2 separate regions of the Mus musculus genome follow, and region 1 is linked to region 2. Evidence: chromatin contacts called from public promoter capture Hi-C data. All regions are on one chromosome and are shown on one strand. Each heading gives the region's core, a stretch centred on a gene start, on an enhancer-like site or on the middle of the called end of the contact. The rest is flanking DNA. Distances are from core to core; before and after follow the strand shown.

Region 1 (3,041 bases), core at 55-2,554, 1.5 Mb after region 2:
AGTCTACTTTCTTCAGTTTAGCTGCTTAGTTTTAGCCTTTCATTTAAACAGTAGTCAACTGTTCCTATGTCAGCATGACTTTAGGTAAACTAAAAGCCACTCTTTTCAACTTAGCTATCTTAAACGAAAGACTCAATATATGCCCATCTTTCACCTTGGTGCGCATGTGGGGAAGTGGAGCTATAAAGTTCAAGGAAAGCTCTGAGTCGAATGTTCAACAAAATGGAGATTGTGTGGTTTTAGGTGTTGTGAACAGTGTTTCCTAGCACTAGAACATAACAGTGGTCTGCCTCAGGATTAAGTTTAATAAGTGCCAAAGGCATACAGATATTTACAACAGGCATAAAGACCAAGAGAGATCCTATCCCTGCGATCCCAACAATAACAAGAGGCACCGACATGAGCTGCATATAATGTCTGGAATACAGTTGTTCTGAAAGTAGAGTTCCCTTGAAAACGCGTTTAAACAAAAAAGTCCTGATAGTCCTTAAAAGACACTTTAGTCTTTACTGAGTATTGATGCGAAGCAGCTGCTCTTTGCCATTAATTATCAGGGACTTTAACTCTCCATCTTCTTCCACTTCCACCCTTTCTTGACCATTCTCAACGATTCTCTTGGTGGTGATTTTTTTGCCATTAATTATTTCGGTGGAGGTTGACACCGACTTGTAGTTGCCTGCCGCCCCACCGCCGCAAGACATGGAGAAAGAAGAAAGGCCCGAGTTTCCTGGAGAACCGAAGGATGTGAATCCAGTATCTAACGAAGCGAAGCCACCCCCAAATCCTGGGAATTCGGTAAAGGAGGTAGAGAAGGGTACAGCCCCTCGGCTTCTGCTTCCACGGGTGCTCCTCCGATCCCCAAAAAAGTTCTCAAGGGGGTCTCCCCCGAAGAAGTCGAAGGAGAAAGGGTCGTGGCCCCCGAAGAACTCCCTGAAGACCTCCGCGGGGTCTCGGAAGGAGAAGACGTACTGGAAGGCATCGTGGAACGGGCTGCCCGCCGCGCCGCCTCCGCCCACCTCGCCCACTTCGCCGCAGCGGTCGTACACCTCGCGCTTGCGGACGTCCGATAAGACCTCGTAGGCCTGCGCCACCTGCTTGAACCGCCTCTCGGCCTCCTCCTTGTGCTCGGGGTTCTTGTCCGGGTGCCACTTGAGCGCAAGCTTGCGGTACGCCTTGCGGATGGCCTCGGCTGAGGCCTGCCGCGGCACGCCCAGCACCTCGTAGTAGTCCACCATGGCGGCTGGCCGGCCCGCGGCCTCGGCGCTGGAGCGGCGGTGGCAGCTGCTGAACGCCCGCCTACCGGCCGGCGCCACACTCCCTTGTGACGCAAACGTCTCTCATTGGCGGAGGCGGGCGGTGCCTCAGCCTATCAGAATGGAGGGCCCAGGGATCCGTTGTGCTCCCAGAGATGCTCAGTGACGCTTAAAGACAGGACCGAGTCTAGTATCCTTGCAGTGGTGATTGGGTTGTCCTATGGTAGGGCGAACAAAGGACGACTTAGGGGAGAGAGGCTTTGACTCTGGCTGCTATAGAAAAGTACTATTTCACCCTTCCCCGCACCTTCGCCTTCTCTCTACCTCTCCTTTTTTTCACTCTTCTCCTTTCCCTCTTCTCCTGATGCTGCTCGCCCTTCTCTCCCCGGCTGTGTAGCTCAGACTGGCCTTAAACTTGCAGTAATGCCCTGCTGCCTCAGCATCGTGCATTGTGGCACAAGTGTGCCTCACAAAACTGGATTTTTTAAATGGATTTTTGTGCCCTGCCCCAAGCTGTCTTTTCGTCAGCCAGGCAGGAAATTAGGAAGGTTGTCAGGATTATGTTTTGTCTGACCCTGAGCCTGGTCTGAAGGACAGTGGCTTGTGAAGGACTCAGGTTCTTAAACATTTTTGGCCATAGGACATCCCCCCCCCTTTCATTTATATGGCTCTAAGAGAAAGTAAAGCAATGAAAAACATATCTATTAAATACACACTAGCATAAAACATGTTCTGAGAAAATAACTTCTTCAAAACAAAACTTCAGAAGGGTGATGTGTGTTTGTGTTCTTCAAATCACTCCAGCATTGGGCTTCATAGAGCTGGATTCTTCTGCAATCTATTTTGATCTCATAGAGTAACCTTTGGAAAACTCCACCATATGCCTATGAGAAAATTAGATCTTTAAAAGTTAATATTTCTGTTAATGGAAATAGTTTCAACCTTGTAACATTCCTCTGAAAGGTCCTTGGGGGATCTTCAGGGTTCTAGTTTATACTTGGAGAACCATTGTTGTTCTGAACAAAAATAATTGGAACTTGTGGCTGTTTTTGAAGCACCTTAGGTGAAATGTTCTTGTTGCCACTAATACTGTTGTAGTATGACTCTGGCCTTCCTTCTGCCTTTGCTTGACACTTGCTTTTATCCCCACTTTCTTGAGGGCTTTTTTTTAAAAAACAAACAAACAAAAACCACTGTATTACCTTATTTGATCAGTGGTGAGGCAACATGTATCTCTAAAGATTACTTAGTTCTAAAGGAAATGGTTAACCAGTAAATGTTTAAAGATTCTATCATGAAGGGTACTAGGTCTAATCAGAAATTCTAGTATGCCAGAACAGTCATTTGAGTTTATGTCACGCCCAGTGACTGAACTTGAACCTCTAGGCCTGGCACTTGGTAAACATGCAATAAACAGTAATAGAGTCCTCATTAGGAGGAAAGGGTAGATGGATTTGACTAATCAGGAGAGCCAAAGAGGAGGAAAACTCCTTTCAAAGTGACCCAGGGTCTAAGGAAGAGCAAGGCTAAAGGGTTTGAGTTTTCCTGTGGGCCCTGTAAAGCTGTTGACCAAAGTACCAGAGAAGCAGTGGTGGAGTGGGATAATACAAAGGCAAACTGATAAAGTGGGCTGGAAGGACGGCCTAGAGGCTGAAGCTCTGAGATAAGACCAAAGCAGCTGGATCTAAGAGTGAACACTTGGCCTAAGTATTGGGCCTATAGTAAAAGTAGATGGAGTTTGTACAAAAACAGTTACTGAATGCACAGCTATGGATTGGCCTCAGGGTT
Region 2 (2,904 bases), core at 77-2,576:
AGATGTTCAGTCAAAATGTGGTCTTAGACACTAATGATCTTGACTCTCCTTCCTTTGTCCTTGCCATTCTATTCTTGAGTTTATTTTTGGTTTTCTTAGCTCACCTCCCATTTCTGCCCCCCACCCATACCCCATTTGTTTGTTTGTTTGTTTTTCCAATCCTTTGTTCTTTGTCTCTACTGGATTTCCCCATCCCTGTTTCCACTATCCTGCTTACTAGTCACAGAATCCCCAAACCTCTGCCATTTATTCTCTGCAGTTAGAACAGGCAAGGTTTGCTTACACGCAAGTTTGTCTAAGGGTTCTGAAAGGATCTGAGGAGGAGCGAGAAAAAATAAAATAAAATAAGAATCCGCAGGCTCATTCCTTAAGCAAGCATGGAAGTTATACCAAGGTGGGGCTTCTTAAAGCAGGAAGAAATCCAGAAGTTTCCCATATCTTCTTTTCTTGACGCTACATGGAGAAAAACGAAGCTGCCTCCTTCACACGTAGACAGCTGGTTAAACCAATCATGAAAAGACTCACAGTCCAATGAAGTGCACTCCACTCCCTACTTTGACATTGTAGTATTGAATTTTGATTATTCTACTGGCATCACTGAACACATGATCTCCACAACAGTTGGCAGCTGTGACCAGCTCCTCACTAACTTTTTTTGTTTGTTTGTTTCCTTTTCATACTTCCCAGGACGCTCTTTGGGTTTCCTTCTCTGTGGTTCAGAGTCCTCATGTTTTCAATTTTTGATCCATTTGCCTATCAGGCCATGCTGCCTTCCTGCAGCCTTAACACCACATTGCAGGTATTCCATGGCTTGACCCACTTTCTCTCCCCCTCCACTTGGTTGAGGTTTCTTTGCTCTTCTCTTCTTTTGCCTAGGCTAGCCTTTCTCGCACAGGCTTTATAGCTTCCTTCGCTCATCTGAGCTAGCTGGACACTGTCACCTCTCTGGTTACCAGCCTGCGCGTGCCAACAATGCACCTAGTCCTGTACAGGTGTCCAGTGAAGGAGTGATGGGCCAATGCTTGGATGAATAAAGACTTGGTAACTAGGAAGGTGGTGGCGTTGGTGCTGAGAGCATCCAAAAGTCAGGTGGAACCTGCAACGTGACAACGGCTGGGTGGTGGGTTTAGGATCCAGATAGCGCGAGAGGGACCCCAGTCAGAAAGGCTGCTGTCGCTAAGGCGGGAGCCGCCCACGCGGGATGAGCCTCGTACCGCCCCTCATTCAATCCCGTGGTCCTGCAGCGACCACCGCCTCCACCGCCCACTAGCCCCGCGCTTCGCTCTTGGCTCAACCCGGCCACCGTCGCTCTCGGAACGCTCGCTCGTGACCCGGAAGCGCATTCTCCCTAGCAACTGCGGGTCTGCGGCGCCGCCGGCCTCCCGGGAGCGACGGTGAGGCTCCTGCCCCCTCCCCCTGCGCACGCCCCGGCCGTCCGGCCTGGCCTTCCCTCCGCGCCGCGTTTCGCGGCCGGGACCGTGCGTCCTAGCCTCACGGGGCGCCCGACCGCGGCGCCTCTGGTCGCCTTCCGCCGGCCCCGACCCGGCCTCAGGCTCCTCACGCCCCGTGGGCCCTAACTTTTTATATTTCAGTTCAGTGCGAGAGGAGGGAGAGGGGACTGGAGTCGGTGTCTGGGAAGCCGCGACTTTCCGAGGCTTGGGGCACCTGGGGACGTGTTCTCTCGTGGGTCCTGATGGAGGCTGATAGGCTTGTGGTGCCTCCGGAGTGATGAGCGGCAGCGCTTGCTGATCACCCGAGCTTTCCAAAGTGATATAGACTTTATCAGGTGTCTATACGCTTTGAACCGAGCATTTATTTCCCCGGGAGTTAGCTTTGCAGTTAGGAATGAGCTGTGGACAGTATATTGTATTTTAGCTGTTGTGGTGTCCAGTTTTATACAGAAGGGACGTCCTGGGACCTGACTAATCTTGGGAAAGATTGCAAGTAAAATTTACTCCGTTAAATAGGGCCAGGTGTAAATATATCTCTGATTTACACTTCAAAAGATAACAGTGGCACCGAAAACCTCTTTTGAGTTTGGACAAGTGACACCAAAAAGACCTTAGACATTGCTGTTCTTAATAGAATGATGGCGTGAAAACATAGCTGTGAACAATTTGCAGAATTATTTAGGAATAAAATTCAGGAGCCTTTTGAGATTCATCATTGAAAATGGTATCATTTAGTTTCAGTACTAAGCACCTGTAGTGTTAATGCACTTGAAATAAGTTTTAGAAGACATACGAGGTTGTACACATTCCACCATTGGGAAAACAAGAAGATGACATATGATTAAATACAATCTATGTGGTAGGTATTCAGTGCTGTGTAGTAGGTTAGGGGGTGGGACTTTTAGGAACATAGTTGATTTGCCTCTAAAGGATAGATACACTATGTATTGGAGGGAACTGAGCGAATGAAATAATTTTGTAAATAATATTCTTTAGGGCTTGGGAAACGTTTTCACGTGGTTTAGTTCTTATTTAAAAAATTAAAGTCACTCTGATCCTGATCCATTTCTTTAAGAACACACCATGTTCTTACCCCGTCTAGATCTTTTGCTTCTGCAGTCAGTCTTATTTTTATGTAAAACACAACAGTTTAAGCAGAGTTACTGTTTAATACGTGAGACTTAAGAGTCTTGTGGAAATTTTGCTCTTTGACTGATATTCTTTATTTTTGAGTGTTTAATGTGTAGCAGGCGCTGTGTCAGGAGACAGCAAAAACAATGGTTACTCAGCAACCAATTACTATGTTTTATCTATGGTATGACCCCCCAACCCTGTGTGTGTGTGTGTGTGTGTGTGTGTGTGTGTGTGTGTGTGTGTAGCTTATCCGTCTTTGATGCTCTGCTTGACTTAAGCTGTAGGAAGACCTTAGCAGTCCTTCAGCAGGTGCTGTGCT

The links. Promoter capture Hi-C pulls out the DNA fragments that hold promoters and counts their contacts.
Region 1: a contact with region 2 is called in a promoter capture Hi-C map of embryonic stem cells, with 5 times the contacts expected there. The contact joins the promoter of Dnajb3 here to the promoter of Dis3l2 in region 2. A contact is called at or near these places in 3 of 39 promoter capture datasets (the C10 cell line, embryonic stem cells and pre-B cells).

What each region holds. Positions count from the first base shown.
Region 1 is chr1:88,204,444-88,207,484 of GRCm38.p6, forward strand. It overlaps Dnajb3 (DnaJ heat shock protein family (Hsp40) member B3), which reads right to left and starts at 1,305. Exons shown (of 1, transcript NM_008299.3): 1 at 289-1,305. The coding sequence starts at 1,235. The coding sequence ends at 507. All of the region lies in intron 1 of Ugt1a10 (UDP glycosyltransferase 1 family, polypeptide A10), which reads left to right. All of the region lies in intron 1 of Ugt1a9 (UDP glucuronosyltransferase 1 family, polypeptide A9), which reads left to right. The region is part of intron 1 of Ugt1a8 (UDP glucuronosyltransferase 1 family, polypeptide A8); the gene reads left to right. It also overlaps Ugt1a7c, Ugt1a6b, Ugt1a6a, Ugt1a5 and Ugt1a2.
Region 2 is chr1:86,702,478-86,705,381 of GRCm38.p6, forward strand. It overlaps Dis3l2 (DIS3 like 3'-5' exoribonuclease 2), which reads left to right and starts at 1,327. Exons shown (of 21, transcript NM_153530.2): 1 at 1,327-1,394.